2 separate regions of the Zea mays genome follow, and region 1 is linked to region 2. The links are chromatin contacts, called in public Hi-C maps. All regions are on one chromosome and are shown on one strand. The core of a region is the stretch at or near the end of the contact, and the rest is flanking DNA. Distances in the headings are between cores, read along the strand shown. Region 1 holds the start of LOC103634663 (phosphatidylinositol 4-kinase gamma 1). Region 2 holds the start of LOC100192735 (putative ubiquitin-conjugating enzyme family).

Region 1 (5,122 bases), core at 752-3,251, 130 kb after region 2:
ACATACTCTGGTATGTAGGGTGAGTGATATGAAGCAGTATGCATGACCTGCTTCGGCTGATTCTGCTGAGCTGCAGCTTCTGCTATTTCCTTCTGTTTCTGAATGGTGACATGGCACATCCTTGTAGTATGGCCCTTGTCCTCACCACAGAATAAGCAATAAATTTTTCTGGGCTGATCCCCAAATCTTCCTCCGAAGCCTCTGGCGCCTCTGCCCTTTGGAGCTGGCGGCCGAAGATGGTTTTGTTGGTGCCCCGAAGCTTGCGAGGAATATTGTGGCCTCTGTTGCTGACTTCCTCTGTCGTCATTCTGGGTAGAGTGGATTGATCTAACATGCCTTGGGTGGATTCTCCCTCCAAAGCCCCTGGTCATCTCAGAGAACCTGTAGGCCTCCTCCCTTCTTTGACGAAAGTCATTATCAGCGCGGATGTATTCATCCATCTTTTGAATCAGCTTCTCCAAAGTCTATGGAGGCTTTCTAGCAAAATACTGGGCAGTAGGTCCTGGACGAAGCCCCTTGATCATGGCCTCACTGACAATTTCATTGGGCACTATAGGCGCTTGTGCTCTCAGACGCAAGAACCTTCGAACGTATGCCTGGAGACACTCCTCGTGATCTTGTGTGCATTGAAACAGAGCCTGAGCTGTGACTGGCTTCGTCTGAAACCCTTGGAAACTGGTGATCAACATGTCCTTCAGCTTCTGCCATGATGTGATTGTTCCTGGCCGAAGAGAGGAGTACCAGGTTTGCGCAACATTATTGACTGCCATGACGAAAGATTTCGCCATGACTGCGGTATTGCTTCCATATGAAGATATGGTTGCTTCGTAGCTCATCAGAAACTGCTTCGGATCTGAGTGCCCGTCATACATGAGAGCTGGGGTGGCTTGTAAGATGGGGGCCAAGGTGTAGCCTGCAGTTCTGCTGACAGATGAGAAGCATCATCAAAAGCAAAATTTCCATGATGGAAATCCTCGTACCATTCATCCTCATTGAAGAAGCCTTCTTGATGAAGCTCCCTATGTTGAGGCCTTCGCTCTTGCTCATCTTGAGCAAGATGGCGTACTTCTTCAGTAGCTTTGTCCCTGCCTCTGAAGGTCGGCTAGTCGAGCCATCTTCTCCTTCTTCCTTTGTACTTGTTGATGAAGCATCTCCATATTCCTGATTTCTTGGTCCAACTCGTCCTCCTGGGGTGTTGGACTAGTGGCCTTCCTCTTCTGGCTTCGGGCCTCTCGAAGAGAAAAGGTCTCCTGGTTCGGGTCCAGCGGCTGCAGAGCGGCAGCCCCTGTCGCTGAAGCTTTCTTCGGTGGCATGGCGAAGGTCAATGCTTGCCAAAGGTGGTCGAAAAGAGTTCACCGGAGGTGGGCGCCAATGTTGGCGACTTGTTCTCAAATGCTATGAGTTAAGAACAAGGCAACACAGAAAATGTTAAATGTTAAAATTCTTCGTCCTTCGAAGCATTATTTCCCTTAGGATATAATGATTTTCGGACGAAGGTTATAAAGGACATACCTTCATCAGCATAACATACAATAATGAAGAAGGCATCATATGAGATATAAAAGATAACATAAACAATAATATATTATTATCAGCTCATTTCTATTTTATTATTATGGAAAAATAGAAATGATATCGAATTACAAATGTACCTTCGGCTTGAAAGAAGGTAAAAGTACAAGCGTGACGCGAAAGCAAATGGCAAGTCAGCATAAACAGTACGGGAGCACTATTCATCTATTTATAGGCACGGGACGCAGCCTATGTAAAATTACACTCATGCCCTTTACATATGCTAATGGCTCTATAGTAACCATCGAGGTTTGAATAGCCTTTTCTTTTTTAAGTTGGTTTCCTTTTCTGCTATCATGCCGAAGCTCTCCTGCACATAGCTTCGGCTCTGCGTCAACCTTCGTATTCTTTGTGCTTCTTCACACTGTGGTTCTGATCCGAGCCCGAAAGTACCTGTTCATGCATTATACTCCAGAAACACGGTTAAATCATGTTTTTGAGGACCTTCGGAAGCCGAAGGCCCCCAACAGTATTTTATTTTAAGAGCTCAACAGATCTAGAACATCTTTAAGTTGAACACCTTTAAGATTATATATATATATATATAATTTCAAAACATGAATATTCATGCTAGTATAGACTAGATTTATTATATTTAAAACCATAGAAAATCACGATTCACAATCAAATGGCTGATTGGTTTAAGCTGTGCTAACCACTTAATCGTGTAATACTCATACTAGCCACTGCCACTGTACTAGGGTGACGGCCTCACTATATGAATTATATTAGTTGGCACATGGCTCGCCATATTAGGTATAAATATAGGTGCCAGAATGCTTAGTGTCCTTGTGGGCTGCAAGTGGGCTGGCTGATGACCGCGCTTTGGGCCCATTGTCTCTCTCAGCCAGTCGTCGTCCACCTGTGCCTGAGTGAACTGGACGAAAAAGGTTTACTTCCTCACTTCCCACAAAGTTCGGCTGGCCACATCCTCATGCTCATGCTCATGCACGGTCCTTCTCAAGAGGAATGGTCCAGGGGCTCTGCATTCCCCGCATGACTCTCTTGGACGTGCGGCCATGGTAATGGCAGCAGCAGAGGGGGGAGAGAGAGGGCTGGGAGAGGCCACAATTGGCCCGGTTGCTCCGCCCGATCTATATGTACACTATGAGGGCGTCCCGGGTGCAAAAATAGACAGTCGTTGTTGCTGCTCCTCCGATCTTCTTCCCTCTTCTCCTTTCCTTCCTCCCAGCCGCGCGCGCGGAGGGAAGGAGAAGAAGAGATTAGAAGGGCGCCGGAAGGAGAAGAACACAGCTACATTGACTAGCCAATAACTAGGAAAAAAACAAAATTAGGGTCGGCTGGGCAGGCCGCGGCGCGCGGTGGGCGAGGACGGGAGCAGGCTTCCACGCGCTCTTCTCTCTGCCTTCATCTGATCGATCGGTTCAAGAACACGCCGGAATTGAAGTCTCGCATTGCACTTGCACACCGCCGAGAGCCTCGATCCATGCCTCCGCCTGCCCCTGCCATCGCCGTCGTGCCGCTGCCGCCGAGCCGCCGCCGCTTACCGGCTGCGACGGCTGCTACTGACTGATCGCTCTGGATGTAGCTATAGGTACCTCTCGCTCGATTGACATGCTGTTCATATAACCTCTAACAAGCCTCAAGAATCAAACGCAAACAAAGGTACGCGTGTCAATTTACGATCGTATCTCTGCTGCTGTGAATTATGAATTTCTAATAGATCAGTGACTCTCGGATGCATGTATGGAAAACGAAGAAGCCGCCCTGCCAGCGGCTGCCACTGGCGCCGGAGGCAGCAACCGCTCGTTAGCCAGGATGGCAATCGCGGTCGGCCATTTTCACGACCTCAAGCCCCCCGCCGTGCGGAACCGGCACTACAGCCTCCACACCGTCGCGCTGCTCGACAGCCCGCTGCTCGACAGGGATCATAGGGAGCACGGCGCCGCCGGAGGGGGCCACACCGGCCTGTCCCCGCGGCGCCGGAGCCAGTCCTCCCCGTGCTTCACGACCGTGGCGCCTGCTGCCGGCTCGGAGCACGCGGACCGGTCCGAGAACAAGATGCCGCGCGTGGAGATCGTCGCGGGCCGCCACGCCCGCGGCGTGCGCGAGCTCATCGCTGGCGCCGCGGCCGCCATCACGTCCGGGACCCGGCTTGTCCCCGCGCAGAACGGCCTCAGTGGTGCGCTGCTGCTCAACGGCAGCCGCGCTGGCGAGCACGTCGCCGTCATCAAGCCGCTGGACGACGCGGCGACGGCGAACGGTGGCGGTGGTGGGTATGCAAGCAAGACCGTGCTGCGGGAGGTGGCCGCCTTCCTCCTCGACCACGACGGCTTCGCCAGCGTGGAGCCGACCGCGCTGATCAAGATCTCGCGCCCCGCGACGGCGACGACGACCGTGGCGTCGATCCAGCGCTTCGTGGCGCACGAGTACGACGCCGGCGAGCTGGGCCCCTCGCGGTTCTCGGTGGCTTCCGTGCACCGAGTCGGCATCCTGGACGTCCGCCTCCTCAACATCGATCGGCACGCCGGCAACATCCTCGTCAAGGACCCGCCGCGGGGCTTACAGCGCGCCCACGGAAGCTCATCCACGCCGGCGCGGCTCGACCTCGTGCCGATCGACCACGGGCTCTGCCTGCCGGAGCAGCTCGACGACCCGTACTTCGAGTGGCTGCACTGGCCGCAGTCCTCCCTGCCCTTCTCCGACGACGAGCTGGCGTACGTGGCGTCGCTGGACCCGTTCAAGGACGCCGAGACGCTCCGCGCCGAGCTGCCGTCCCTGAAGGAGCCCGCCATCCGGATACTCACCGTCTGCACCATCTTCCTGAAGCGCGCTGCCGCTGCCGGGCTCTGCCTCGCCGACATCGGCGACATGATGACCCGCGAGTTCACGGCTCAGCAGGATGGGCTGAGCACACTCGAGGCGCTATGCAAGCAAGCGCACGACTCCGTCCTCCCACACCCCTCGCCCGACGGCGACGGCGACGGCGTCGACGAGAGTACAAGCGTCTCCGGCGGGCGGAAACACGTGTCGTTCGGCGACCTGAGCCTCGCGGAGTGGACGTCGTTCCTGGAGATGTTCGAGCAGCTGCTGCCGGCGGCGCTCGAGGACAAGAAGTGCGCTGTGCTAGGGACGTCGTCGTCGTTTTGACCGTGCTACGTACAAGTCAATCACTACCGCCACCATTTGCATGCATACATGCGTGAGTGCGTGCGTGCGTGCGTGCTTGCGTGGATGCAAAATAATACACGTGTGCATGCCAGCTTGACGGGTAACTGGGCCTGCATGTGCATGCACCTACTAGCTCCGTCTGGATGCCTTTTGTGTGTCTACTACGTAGGGTACGACCTTGTACGGTGGCATTGGCATGCATGCTGTTGGGATGGGACTTGGGACTTGGTGGGAGCTGCTGTGGAACACCCTTCCAAAGAAGCTGACGTGTCGGGCAATGCCACCCGTCACCCGATACCTTGAACAGCAACGACTCTTCCCAGGCGGGCGTGTCTCCACAAATCTGTCATCACATACACAACACGTACGAGAAGTACCCTGGAAATTGTATCTACGACAGTAGTTCGATCAGTGTGGA
Region 2 (5,342 bases), core at 2,001-4,500:
TACATTGTTGTATTGTCTGTGTTAGTGTCATGTCTGTTCTTATCAAGTGTGTGTACTGTGTGTCTTAGTGTCGAAGTGTCGTAGTGTCTCATGCTGCTGTTTCAATTCAATAACAAGGAGTAGTACTGTCATGCAACCACATGTGTGTACAAATGCTAAACAAAAACTGCACCAAGCTCACAGTTCATGAAACCAAATAGTTCAACACATATAGTAAAACATTCAGGTACAAACCATGACAAATAGTTCAAAACAAATACTTGAAAACAAATAGTTCAAAGACGACCTAAAAAAATCTGGTACAAACCAGATTAGGGTCTGACGACAGCAAGCTCACAGAAACAAGTCCGAGTACGCCTCATTCATAAATGACAAACAAACATATTAAGTAAGGAACCTTCACTGGCCAGATGAAGTAGACCCAGTAACCCTTGCCAGTATCTCTTGTTGCTTGGCTTCATAGTACTGGCGGAGTAGAGGGTTACATTTGCTCAAATCCATGCTTAAGATCATTATCTCCTCTTCCTTGTCCTCCTTTAGTTTCTGCCTTTCAAGCCTTAATTTCTCTAGGTTCAACTTCTTCTTTTCTAGGAGCAATTTCTGCCTCTCATTTCTGTTCATTGAATCCAACTTCTTTTCCTCAGTTGTAACAGCTGTTTTGTACACTGACAGGCGCTCCAAAGAAAGATCTCCCATGCGTGTCATAAACTCAGAATCTGATGAAGATGTGTCAACAGATTTAGTCCTCTTTGCCTTTTCCTTAGAAGAATCTCGACCAAGTGGCCTCTTCGATGTGAAGCTTGATGGTACAGATTCTTCTGCATCCACATCGACAGTGTTAGAATTTGTGGGATTAGCGTTGGCTTGCTAATGTTGTTGACCCATGTGGTTGTCCATCCATTTTGGTTGGTCCTTAAGAATGGCCCAACAGTGTAAAAAGTGGAAAGGCTTCTTCTCAATTGCTGCAAACCTAGAAGCTGCCAGTGATGTCTGCCACATATAACAAATGGTTACAACAGGAACATACTAACAAACCTCTAAATAGTGATGTCAAAATGTTACATGAAAGATGTACCTTGTCTGCGTCACTGAGTCCACTAGGATTCTATCGGAGGACTGCCATCATGTATCCAGCAAAAGTGGAACACTGTGTTTTGATAGTATCCCATCTACTCATCAAAGATTTTGTGGACCTTTCTGGCAATGTTCCTCGTCTTGAGTTGTATGCTTCAGTAATTCTACTCCAAAATCCTTGACGTTTCTGCCCTGTGTTAATAATGGGATCGCAACTAACAGCAAGCCATGCATGGCATACCCTTGTGTCCTCTTCAGCAGTGAAGTTTGCTAGCTTAGTTCTTTGAGTTGGCTTTTTAGGAACAGCTGCTGTTCTTGAGCCCTCGGGTTGGCCATGAACTTGAAATTCAGAATGTTGTGTTCCGATAGGCTGCTCGTCAATCTGGCTAAGGAAGCTTCCATATTGAGACATCACCTGGTTCCAATCACTCCCCATTCTATGCAATAGAGGTAGATCAAACATGATATAAATGAGCATGTAGTCATCATGTAACATGGTATAAAGTAAGGCAAACATAGTCCAACAAAACACAATAATTATTGTAGTAACTGAACCGGTTTCGGTTTACATAGACCAGAACATTTAAATCCCCCAAAAGCATGATCATACCAGCCGACAAGTACACCTGAACATAGACCTGAACATGCTACAATAGTTGTACTGAAGTTAAACCTAGAACACTAGTACGGATATGTGTCGTCGGTTGAGTAGTCACGACCATCGTCGTAGCCCACAAGGTCTTCATAGTTAATTGGTGACTCTTCGTCTATCAGTAGGTCGTCTTCTGAACCATCTTGTATCAGAAGGTCCTCTACTGCTTCCTCTTGTTGTGGATGTTCTTTCACTTGACTGTTAGCCATATTTTCTACCTCCCACTGAGTTTGCACTGCTACGTCCTCAAGATCCTTGGCGAGGTCGTCAATCTCAACTAGTGCTCGGTTAAATTCGTCGACCAAAGGTGAGTTGAAAGGCTGGAAGACTGATTTGACGACATCAACGATGTCACAACTACGCTTTCGAACAACTCTGAGCAGAGTAGCCAGTGCTTTACGGAGCTTTTCGTTCTCCGAATCCATGGCTACATCAAACACAGTGTTGAATTAGTTAACACCGACTACAATTTACGTATCTTATACAAACTACTGAATCGAAGGGATTCCAAACTATGAGTACACAGTTCAAATGAACCCTTAATCAATGTACATTGCATCTATGTGAACCTGTTATAAATTTGCAGATTAGGTTACCATGGTCGCATAAAAAATTAATGTTGAGTAATTTGAATCTGGACAGAACCGAATCATCTGGGACGAACAACCCCCCAAACCCAAAATGGATCCCCCAAAACCGGTCTAAATTTAAGCATCCGGACACAACAATAAGCCATTGATGCATGAAATTGAAGCGCATTATTTAGAAAGCTCCAGATCGTAAACCCTAGACATCCCACAAACCCTAATCCATGCCCCCAAATACGAACAATAAAATACGGTAATGATTCAGTACTAAAGAAAAAGGATTTGTGTAGTTCGTACCTCGCTCTTCGCGGATCTGGCTCGGTGGACCGAATCGAAGACGAAGACAACGGCGGCGACGAGCTTCTCTTCCTTTTGCCGGCTGCCTTCGACGAAGTCGGCGGACGACGAAGCCTTTTGCCGATGGCGACTCTCCGGCGACGAACAGGGGGAAGCTGGATTGGATCTTGGGTTGCGGTGGGTCGCGCGGCCTCGGTTCGAAGGGGTGCGAGCTCTACGCCGACAGACCCGCCTCCGCACGGCCGCTTCTCGCCCTCCTGCCTCGATGCCGGCGGCGAAGCGCGCCGGATCGAGGGCTCGGCCCCGGAAGATGCAGTCGCCAGCGCGGGGTAGGAGGACGCGGAAGTTTCCTCGCGGCGGCTGGTGGACGAGCAGCGCGGATAGCGCACTCCAGGAGCCCTCCACATTTAGAGTGTCTGCCACATCCTCTATAATTTAGAGGACACTATAGAGTCCCTTGCTGGAGTCGTAGGGGACCCGACAGTCCTCTATATTTAGAGGACATGACCCTTTACACGGTGCTGTTGGAGACAGCCTAAACACGCCATCGAGTGCGGATGCGTGCACATGCTGTCCTCCGTGAAGCTGAACATTACTAGCCGTTGGAGACAGGGCGGCGGCGGCGGACTGTCACTCGTGCCACACGGCCCCCAAACGGTAACTAGAGAGCAGAAGAAACTCGCATTCCCATTCCCAGCCAATCGCCTCTCGCTTTTAAATCCTGCGCCCTACCGCCGCCTCCACTCCCACCGCTCTCAATCCTCCCGCCTCTTCCTAATCCGCCTCCTCCCGCTCAGTCGCCGCCGTGGAGGAAGGAGCAACTCGATCGCCAGTCATGACCCGGGGAGAGAACCAGGAGTCGCAGACCGGGAACGTCTCCGCCGCATCTGCGGCTGCGCCGGGACCGAAGCCGGCATCGGCGGGGGCCGGGAAGGGCGCGGAGGGCCAGTCGGTGGTGCGGCGGCTGCAGTCGGAGCTGATGGCGCTGATGATGGGCGGCGACCCGGGCGTGTCGGCGTTCCCCGAGGGGGACAACATGCTCCACTGGGTGGGCACCATCGCGGGATCCGCCGGGACGGCCTACGAGGGCACCTCCTACCGCCTCGCGCTGGCCTTCACCGCCGAGTACCCGTACAAGCCGCCCAAGGTGCGGTTCGACACCCCCTGCTTCCACCCCAACGTCGACGTGCACGGCAACATCTGCCTGGACATCCTCCAGGACAAGTGGTCCTCCGCCTACGACGTGCGCACCATCCTCCTCTCCATCCAGAGCCTGCTCGGAGGTAACGGATCGCTACTGATTGCTAGATTCCTTCGTTTGTTCGGTCGGTCCATGGATCTCGTGCGTCGCCTTCGGTTCTCACCGACGGATTATGATTTGTTCAGAGCCGAACAACGACTCGCCGCTCAACACGCAGGCGGCGGCGCTTTGGGCGAACCAGGAAGGTACGCGATTCGACATCACGCTTCGCGTCTCGTTCTGTCTGAATCTCGTTCCCTATCGTTCTGAATCTCGCTTTTTCTCGTTTCCTCTCGTTCTTCGCTGTTCAGAGTTCAGGAAGATGGTGGAGAAGCTCTACAAGGCCGCCGCGTAGAGGACAGCACACGGCGCAGATGCCGACTCAGGTTCTTCAAGCACCGATCTCACTTGGATCGATTGACGTGGATGGTTTTGTTGGGTTGGGTTCCCAGTCTGGTGCTGTAGCGGTGTAGCAGGAACGCGTGGGTAGCCTTGAGCCTGGCGATTCTGTAATTGTCCTTTGAGTTCTGAAATGTTAAGAGATTCATTTTTACATGACTTTTTGTTTTTTCATTTTTACACTCTGGATATGGACGGGACTAGTTGAATTTAGGAAGATCGTATGATCTCGAAAATGTTCAGTAACTGCATCAACACAATGTTCAAATGACCTTCGTCCTTGTTGCCGACTGGGAAGGAAAAGCCACCTCGTTTCCTCTTCTAACGGCGCAGTGTTGCTCGGATGATGTATCAAATGGACCCTATAGCCAAACTACGAATGGTGTTTTGAATTGGGATTTTTTTTATAAAGACAATCATTTTTTTCTAAATAGACAGCCGAACTATAACCGGCTAGCGGCCGCACCGAACGTTATCAATTGGCATTTTAGGTTGCATTTGGTTACAATAATGAGATAGGACAAAATAGGATAATCCTTTTTGGCTTGATTTAATAATATTATTTGATTCAATGTCTTGTCCTCGGTTATACCTCGAAATTAAAGGGAAATTAAAGGAACGAGAGAGGATGACAGGGATTCCCTGTCGTGGCTGTCCCTAAATGTCCGGCAACCAAACACACCACTGGCATGAGCATGAAAGACAGCTCTGCAATAAGATAGTGCATCAAATCATTTTTACATCAGGATGCTTCCATGTACAGTAGGCAGACTGATATAACTAGCTGAAGCGAAGAGCATGTCGTCATCCTTTTGTTATGATGCTTGATATCCGCTCAAAGAACATGCGGCACATTTTCATGCTGAATCTTATGTCTTGCCTCATCCAATCAACGGCTATCCTTTCCAGTGTGCCCAACGAGGAGAGCTTATATGACCATTCATCAGATGTTTCTAGCCAGGTGAGGATGAAACTGTAACCTGCAGTAGTTTAAACTCTATAAGGATGAATATACATCCTGAAATGAAATGAAACCGAATGAAAGGTGTTACTTTGTTAACATGTAACCGTCCCATGGAACATGAAAAATAAA

What was found. A called contact is a pair of places that touch in the nucleus more often than the background predicts.
Region 1: a Hi-C map of ear shows a contact between it and region 2, with 2.8 times the contacts expected there. The contact joins the promoter of LOC103634663 here to the promoter of LOC100192735 in region 2. A contact is called at or near these places in 2 of 25 Hi-C or Micro-C datasets (ear and endosperm).

Annotation. Positions count from the first base shown.
Region 1 is chr8:3,633,738-3,638,859 of Zm-B73-REFERENCE-NAM-5.0, forward strand. It overlaps LOC103634663 (phosphatidylinositol 4-kinase gamma 1), which reads left to right and starts at 2,002. Exons shown (of 2, transcript XM_008657262.3): 1 at 2,002-3,198; 2 at 3,293-5,122. The coding sequence starts at 3,352. The coding sequence ends at 4,683.
Region 2 is chr8:3,500,240-3,505,581 of Zm-B73-REFERENCE-NAM-5.0, forward strand. LOC100192735 (putative ubiquitin-conjugating enzyme family) reads left to right here and starts at 3,251. Exons shown (of 3, transcript NM_001137934.1): 1 at 3,251-3,893; 2 at 3,997-4,056; 3 at 4,162-4,677. The coding sequence starts at 3,446. The coding sequence ends at 4,205. LOC103634662 (protein ALP1-like) reads left to right here. Exons shown (of 3, transcript XM_023300813.2): 3 at 1-502. LOC100192752 (titan9) reads right to left here. Exons shown (of 8, transcript NM_001137950.1): 8 at 4,941-5,229. The coding sequence ends at 5,203.